Linked DNA regions of Gasterosteus aculeatus: region 2 is linked to region 1. Evidence: chromatin contacts called from public Hi-C data. All regions are on one chromosome and are shown on one strand. Each heading gives the region's core, a stretch centred on a gene start, on an enhancer-like site or on the middle of the called end of the contact. The rest is flanking DNA. Distances are from core to core; before and after follow the strand shown. Region 1 holds the start of LOC144406173. Region 2 has its middle 5.3 kb from the start of LOC144406178.

Region 1 (3,543 bases), core at 431-2,930:
ATGAAACCACAACTTACTAACAAATAAAATCACTCGTGATTGGCAGCAAAACCACACATGGGCAGACCAGGCTTGAGTTTCCTCGTTCATGATTGGATGAAAACACAACCTTCAATCACTCTGCCAACTCATTGGTTGGCAGATCTTTCGCTAATGATCACCCGCCTCATTTTATTTATATATATTTATATATTCATATTATGCTGTATATTCATTTCATGGTTATCCTATGTAGGCTACTACACTATTATTAGGATACCAACCAGGACATTAATGAATTTATAGAGAAAATGAACATTTGCCACATGTTTATGCAAAGAAAGAGCTTTATTAACAACACACAAACAACAACTACATACAAAGTGAGGATCTGCCCACACTTGGGTAACGGCGGTTTAAAAACTACAGCTCAGTAAACTGTCGGTTTGCCTCCTCGGGGTTGTAGACTGTCACTGGCGCCGTGTTTTCCGAGGCAGGTCAGTTATGCAGGCGCCTCGTGTGTGTGGCGACCGTACAATCCACCCCGAGACCCCGCCAACAACGCCATCCTCTCCGTCCGACGTGAGCTCTACGGTGGCGGATTTCCAGAGTTCCACCTCGTCATCAGCCAGGACACTTTGTCTCGATTCCAGCAGCTGTAAAAACAACAATGAATCAGTACTGTGCGATGCGATGCGTACGGACACAATACATCTATCAATGCACCTGAAACAAGTCAGAAAATAAACTCTGACCCTCTTTCTTCTCGCTCGACTCTGCGCTGAATCCTTCGCAGCTTCCGCCCGCAATGAGTGTTCCGCCTGAACCTGAAGCTCCTGCGTCCCGTCTCAAAATACGTCTCACAGGCGGCTGGAAAACAATTAAATGAGTGTGGTATGAATACAAAAAAAATCAAACGCAAGTCACAGTAACATTTAACAAAGAAGGAGAAACAGTAAACAGTGTCACTTACACACAATGACGTCGTCTAAATCTGGACTTTTCCCGGAGCAAATACGAGGTCACCGCCTCATTATGAAGCGAGATTAGTCTGTGAAAACAACATGTACAGTTATGATTGGTATCCATACGTATATATTTCCTTATACCGCAGAATGAAAGCATATTCTTTAAATCTGACCCTTGCTCCGGTTCGTAGCGCCTGTGATTCGTCTCGGAGTTGTGAAGACGGCGCACCGCTTCCTGTAAACGACACGGCAAAGAAAATACACTTTAATAAAGCTGTTTCTGCTCACTTGTAAGGCTACTAGGCTACTCTTAGCTTTCGTTTTAGGCTACGCTACTTTTAGCTTAGCTTGCAGTCATCGAACATATTCTTACCGCTATCTTGGGATTGTGCGCCCGTCTCCTCTTCTTTGAGTCGGTTCCTCTCCTCCATGGACAGAAACCCGGAGAGTCCCGAACGCTCCAGTGGAGCGAACCGCTCGTTGATATCGGCAGTTTGTTGTTGGAGTTGACGAGACGATCCACTGAGAGCATTCAGCAGTTTCTTCTCGTCTGTCTGCGGACTGGCCGAAAGTTGGTGACCGCGGAGAGGAGTTGAAGGCGAGTTGAACGCGAGACGTCGTCCCGCCATTATTCACGAACCAGCAAAAACCAAACAAAGGAACTGGAGATACAGTTCTTCTGAATATAGTAACACACGTGTCTGTTTCTATGCTCGTCTTGCAAGTACTGCTGTCTGAGTCATGCCTAAGACCTCACACGTGATTGGACGAGGAGTCTAAGGGTCCTCCAATCACATACAAGGTTATTGTTATACGGAAGGACCAGTATTTTAGGAAGACAAATGGTTGGGACTTTGAAACAGCTGATATGCTTTATGTAAAGCAATGTTTTGGTGTCAGCAGAACGACTTTCCCTAGAAAACTGTACAGTGGTGTCTCTTTCTCCATTCCACCAGACAATCTAGGATGAGTCTGACAGACATGCAATGTTGACAATGTATCATCAGATGTACCCTTGTGTCACTGAGGTTGAATGTTTTGCCATGACATGTAAGCGGGTAACGTATATGAATGTAACTTACTCAATCGATAGATGCAGAGCATAAAGGTCAGCATATGTTTATGCTAAGTGGTGTGGAAACACAGTTTTGAGGAACCCGTCCTTGACCCTCTAGCAGAACTACGACCTGCCATTATAAAGCAGTTTATAGTTGTTAATGTTGTGTCAAAGGGTACGGCATTTAAACATGTTCTTGCACAAGTTTCCTGGCTTCATCCCCACCCGGACAGACATTTTTATGGAAAGCCAATAGAAGTTTGGGGCTTGCAGGGAACAGACACGTCATACCCAGCATCATTTCTGCCAGTTGAGCGCATTGCTAGAAGATGTGTGGTTAATACATCCTCTGTGCATTTAAGTAAGACCAAAGAAAAGGTCACTGTAGTCCTGCCACTATGCACTGTAGTTGAGCTCTAGGAGACTGATCTCTGCAGACCCCTCATGCTGATTCAAATGTTGTTTGTATGGAATGCTCATTTTACCTTGATTAAAACTAATTTTTAAAGAAGTTATTTTGTGTATCTTTTTTACATAACATTTGCCATTGCTAATGGCGTACACAGTAATCTAGCATATTTGAATTAAATAAATCAATTCAAGCTAAAATGTAAGAGTCTATAATTAGGCTACTGAGCCTGATCCATTTGTACCAGAGATTTTCTTACCTTTTAAAAAAATGTCACCTGGGCTAAAACTCCCTATGCGACCCTGATTTGCATTTGTATAGCTCACAGCACTTTCATTTACATGTCAAAGCCTCCCCTAGAATTAGGAGGAGGGGGGTCATGGGGGGACAACTGCCAAGGGAGGCCCACATCAATTTCTGACAATTTACGGCAGTTTTCGGCGTTGCCCGCAAATTGCCGCAAACCTGAAATTCCACGACAATTTACAGTGCCGCATACTGCCGAAAATCCCACTTTTCATGCAGTATGAGGCTCTCATCTACAGTCATAAGATTACCATTCTTCCCTATCTAATTGTAGCCTGAACACTCATCCCTTCACCAAAAAGCTCACATCACTCAGGACTGAATCACATTCCCTCCTCTGTCTGCCTCCTCCACTCTCGCTCACATGCCCCTTAAATCAGTTGGTGAAGCTCCCGTTCTCTCTCCCGAGCTTTTAACGCCATGATCTCGAGCACTCCATCAGTCGAAGCTTGCAAAACGATGTTCATGCACTTTGATTATATCCTTTGCACTTCATAAAACCGTACTTACATTTTTTGTGTCAGCATTTGAAATATTTTCGGCTGCACATATTCATCTATTAAATTGTCACAGTAAAGGCACGTTACAATGTTGTATTTTAAGCATGCATTTCATTGGATTCAACACGTTGGTTGAAAACATTCGCAGTTCTAGTTGATGGCACAAATGTATGTGTTTCCTGTAAAAACAGTAAGCCAAAGTAGCCAGTAGCACCAAATATGAATTACAGCCCTCGCCACTACATTATACATTGACAGCAGCTACTAGCTAAAACTAGATATTTAGTTAGATCTAGATGGGGCTGTTGTGGCTGAGAAGGTAGA
Region 2 (3,543 bases), core at 716-3,215, 170 kb before region 1:
GAGTGGGTCATGGTCTCACGGACCGCTTTCATGTCAGACAATATTCTGCGGACCGGTCGACAAGGTCCGGCGGAATAACGGGGGGGTAATAGTCGTTGCGGGCGGAATGACCGACTGGGTCGGGGGGGCATGTAGTCGCGTGCTCTCTGTTCGCTGGTAGGCGAAACTGGCGTGCACGTGCCGTGAAAGAGAACAATTGTAAACGTGAAGAAAAACGCCTGGTGACGCTTGGGGAATCTGTCAGAGGGACGAGCGCACATAATTAGTTCCCATCCCATCCCCTCTTTCACTCTATCACACACACCTGCCCGCTGGGCTTCATTCAACCCCCCATCCACTCCGACATCACCCAATCCCACACTCGCCCCCTCACCCACCTGACAACCGGCTGAGCCTCACCCCTTCCCACACTTCCTCTCCGGGCAACCCCTCGCCAGGTGTTCCTCTCCACCGCAATGGAAACACCTCCCATCGTCAGATGTGGCAAACATGGCGTAATCAAACCCCTCGATCCTCACCTTAATCACCAGGCTGAGGGCCTGGGCTTTGGTGAGGACCATGTGGAGTTGCCTCCTATAAGAGACCACATGCCATGCTATACTTTGTGGTGGGTGAGACATGAAAGTCCAAAGTAACCAGGTGATGGTCGGTGAATCCCACCGGGTGAATATGACAGGCTAATAGGTTACCATAATTTGAGGACAAGTAAACCCTGTCCAGCCTGGCTGCCCTAATGTTCCCCTCCAACATCTTAACCCACGTGTACTGCCTGACTCGAGGGTGCTTGACTCTCCAAGCATCTACTACGCCTGCCTCAGCAATCACCTGGGACAGATGTGGCAGATGACTGATGATGAGGCTCCTCCCAGGTCCTGTCTACAGAGACAGACAGTACAATTCCAGTCCCCCCCCCCCCCCGCCATCACTATACACTCATCTTGGTTGTACTGCCGCAGGACATCCTTCAACTTGAGGAAGAGGTCCGTCCTAAGAGGTCCCTGATTCGGAGCATATACGTTGACAAACACAAAGATGATGCCAGCTATAGATGCCCAGACCACTAAAGCCCTGCCTGCCAGGATGCTAACATCTAGCCCGGTTGAGAAAAGGACGGCCACAGCTGCAGACAGGTTGGTCCCATGAGACAGGACATACTGGCCCCCCCACCAAAGACCCCAGTCTACCTCATTGTGAGGGTCACTGTGAGTCTCCTACAGGAAGACAATGTCCAACCTCTTTTGTGTAATCATTTCCGCGATAATCGCTCTTCTCTGACGGTCCCTCCCACCATTCATATTCAGAGAACCCAAACTCACCTTGTGCATCAGAAAAAGAGAAGGAGCAGTGATGCAGACAGAAACAGGAAACTGTAACAGAAAAAGAATTGCAGCACATTCATCATCAATCACTGATCCTCAGCCTCTTGGAACATTTCCCTCCATCTCCATAGATCAACTTTCTGAGAGCGGTCACATGCTTCTTCAGTCTGAAGCATTTCTTCTTATCTAGGAGGTTGGTATCACAAACTTTTTGTAGCAACACAGCAGTCCTGATAAATTTAACGTCTAGGAATCTGTTCATCTCCTCTAGCGAGTACACGTTGCCATCGACAGTCATGGAGCCCGAGTCGGAGGGATTGTCAGAGTCGCTGTCGCACTCCATCATCTCCTCCTCTTTCTCGGTCAGAGCCCCTTCACCCACCTGGACATGAACTGGAGCGCCTGCACTGCAGCCTTCGTCGCCTGCTCCGCTACAGTGCTCAATTCCTGCTGCTACTGCTTTCTCTTCTCTTCTCCTTTCCTTTCCTTAGCCTTTTCTCCATCACCCTCTCCTTTCCTCCGCTCCTTCTTTTTCCAACCGCCCAGTCATCTTCTGAGATTCTTCGTTCCCCTCCTCACTGGTCCCCTTTGCTCTAATACTTTGCTCCACTCCTGTTCTCCATTCTCATCTTCATCTTCACCCAGCCTGCCTTCTGCTCCTTTAATACCCTCCTCCCTGCCCTTGGCACCTATTCCCTCTTCCACACCTCTCTCCTCTTCCACTTCAACGATTATGCACCCGTCTTTTCGATCTCTCTTCCCCGTTTCTTACTCCCACTCTCTCCTTAACTTCCTCCACCCCCTCCGTTTCCTCTGTAGTAATACCGATAGCGCTCCGATCGCTCTTCTGAGCGCCTACCTGTCCGCCTTCACTCACCTCTACTTCGGTCTCAGCCGGCGGCGCAGCGCCCTCCGCCGGCTCGTCATCCATCGGAGCCCCGGTGTCACCGAGCCCTTCTGCCGGTACGGGTGCCGACTCTGCGCGCTCCTCGGCGGGTTTGTGAGGACAAACGGCACGCTGGTGCCCCTGCCCCCCCCGCACAGAAAACACCTGACGCTGCCCGTATTTTCATAGATCATGTAATGCCCCTGGCCATCCCTCACTCTGAAGGACACGTCTAGCGTCTGTGAGGGACAAGTGAGGAACATGGACACTTGTCTCCCGAAGGACTGGACATGCTTGAGCTTCTCGCTCTTGCAGCCCAGTTCCACGGACCGGAAGCCACTCGCGAGCTTCCCAAAGCGCAGCAGCTCGCGCTCCAGCACCTTGGTTGGGGATGAATGGGGGGGACACTTGACAAAGTAACCCGTGTAGATGGCACCGTGAGCGGGGACACCTGCAGGTACACACCGTCAGAGACTTGGTCATTAGTTGTTGTTTTTTTTGCTTGCTTTTTTTTATGGCGGTTGGCAAACAGCTTTCGGGTGCATTACAGCCACCCACTGATCTGGAATGTGGACTTAAGAAAAATAAACCTACTACGAACAAACAAAACAAAAATAACTCAAATTCTATTCATGAATCTTGTATCCTCTAAATATGCCAAAAGAAGTTCACAACACTTGTCCCTAAAACCCTTCTTCAGTACATCACTTATATTTACCACTCCCAGGTCTCTTAGCCCACTTCTCAGGACATCTCTCTCTGCCTCATACCTCTGACATGCCATCAAAACATGGTCCAGTTTCCTCTACTTATCGCACCTTCCATTACGATGTTTCCCAACCACAGAGGGAACTGTTAAGACCAGTATGGCCATTTCCTATTCTTGTCATTACCCTCTCCTCTTTTCTCTTTTGTCCACTAGCTCCTGCACTCCCAACAAATGGTTTGTTTTTAAAAAGATTTTAGATTCTTTGTTCCATTCATTCTGCCATATCTTTTTGATTTGTCCCTTAATCACCCCTTTAGCCTCTGACTTACTCATCTTTATATTGACTATATTTCTCCCACTTTTCAGCGCCCTTTTTGCTGCTTGATCCGCCTCCTCATTTCCATCGACTCCAACATGGGCAGGGACCCACACAAACCTTACTGCCATCTGCATTTGATGGATTATGAATAGAGATTGTAGAATTTCAAACATTACATTTTCTCTGCTTCTGGAGTGGCAAAACTTCCCTACTCGTTAGCACGGCACATGAGTCTCTGGCCTGACGTCCTCTACCCACCGTAGAGAAAAAACTATGGCCATCATCTCGCATGTAAACACTAATAAGTCAT

What was found. A called contact is a pair of places that touch in the nucleus more often than the background predicts.
Region 2: a Hi-C map of skeletal muscle shows a contact between it and region 1, with 14 times the contacts expected there. The contact joins the enhancer-like site here to the promoter of LOC144406173 in region 1. A contact is called at or near these places in 2 of 6 Hi-C or Micro-C datasets (skeletal muscle and tail fin).

Annotation. Positions count from the first base shown.
Region 1 is chr4:21,027,452-21,030,994 of fGasAcu3.hap1.1, reverse strand. LOC144406173 reads right to left here and starts at 1,680. Exons shown (of 4, transcript XM_078101020.1): 1 at 1,321-1,680; 2 at 1,121-1,182; 3 at 735-849; 4 at 309-635. The coding sequence starts at 1,576. The coding sequence ends at 604. All of the region lies in intron 2 of LOC144406177 (a long non-coding RNA gene), which reads left to right.
Region 2 is chr4:21,196,208-21,199,750 of fGasAcu3.hap1.1, reverse strand. No RefSeq gene overlaps it. Among protein-coding and RNA genes, the nearest start is that of LOC144406178, 5.3 kb to the right of the region's middle. Within about 2 kb of position 1,965, at least 4 of the 9 cell types and tissues checked have open chromatin away from gene starts, as enhancers often do.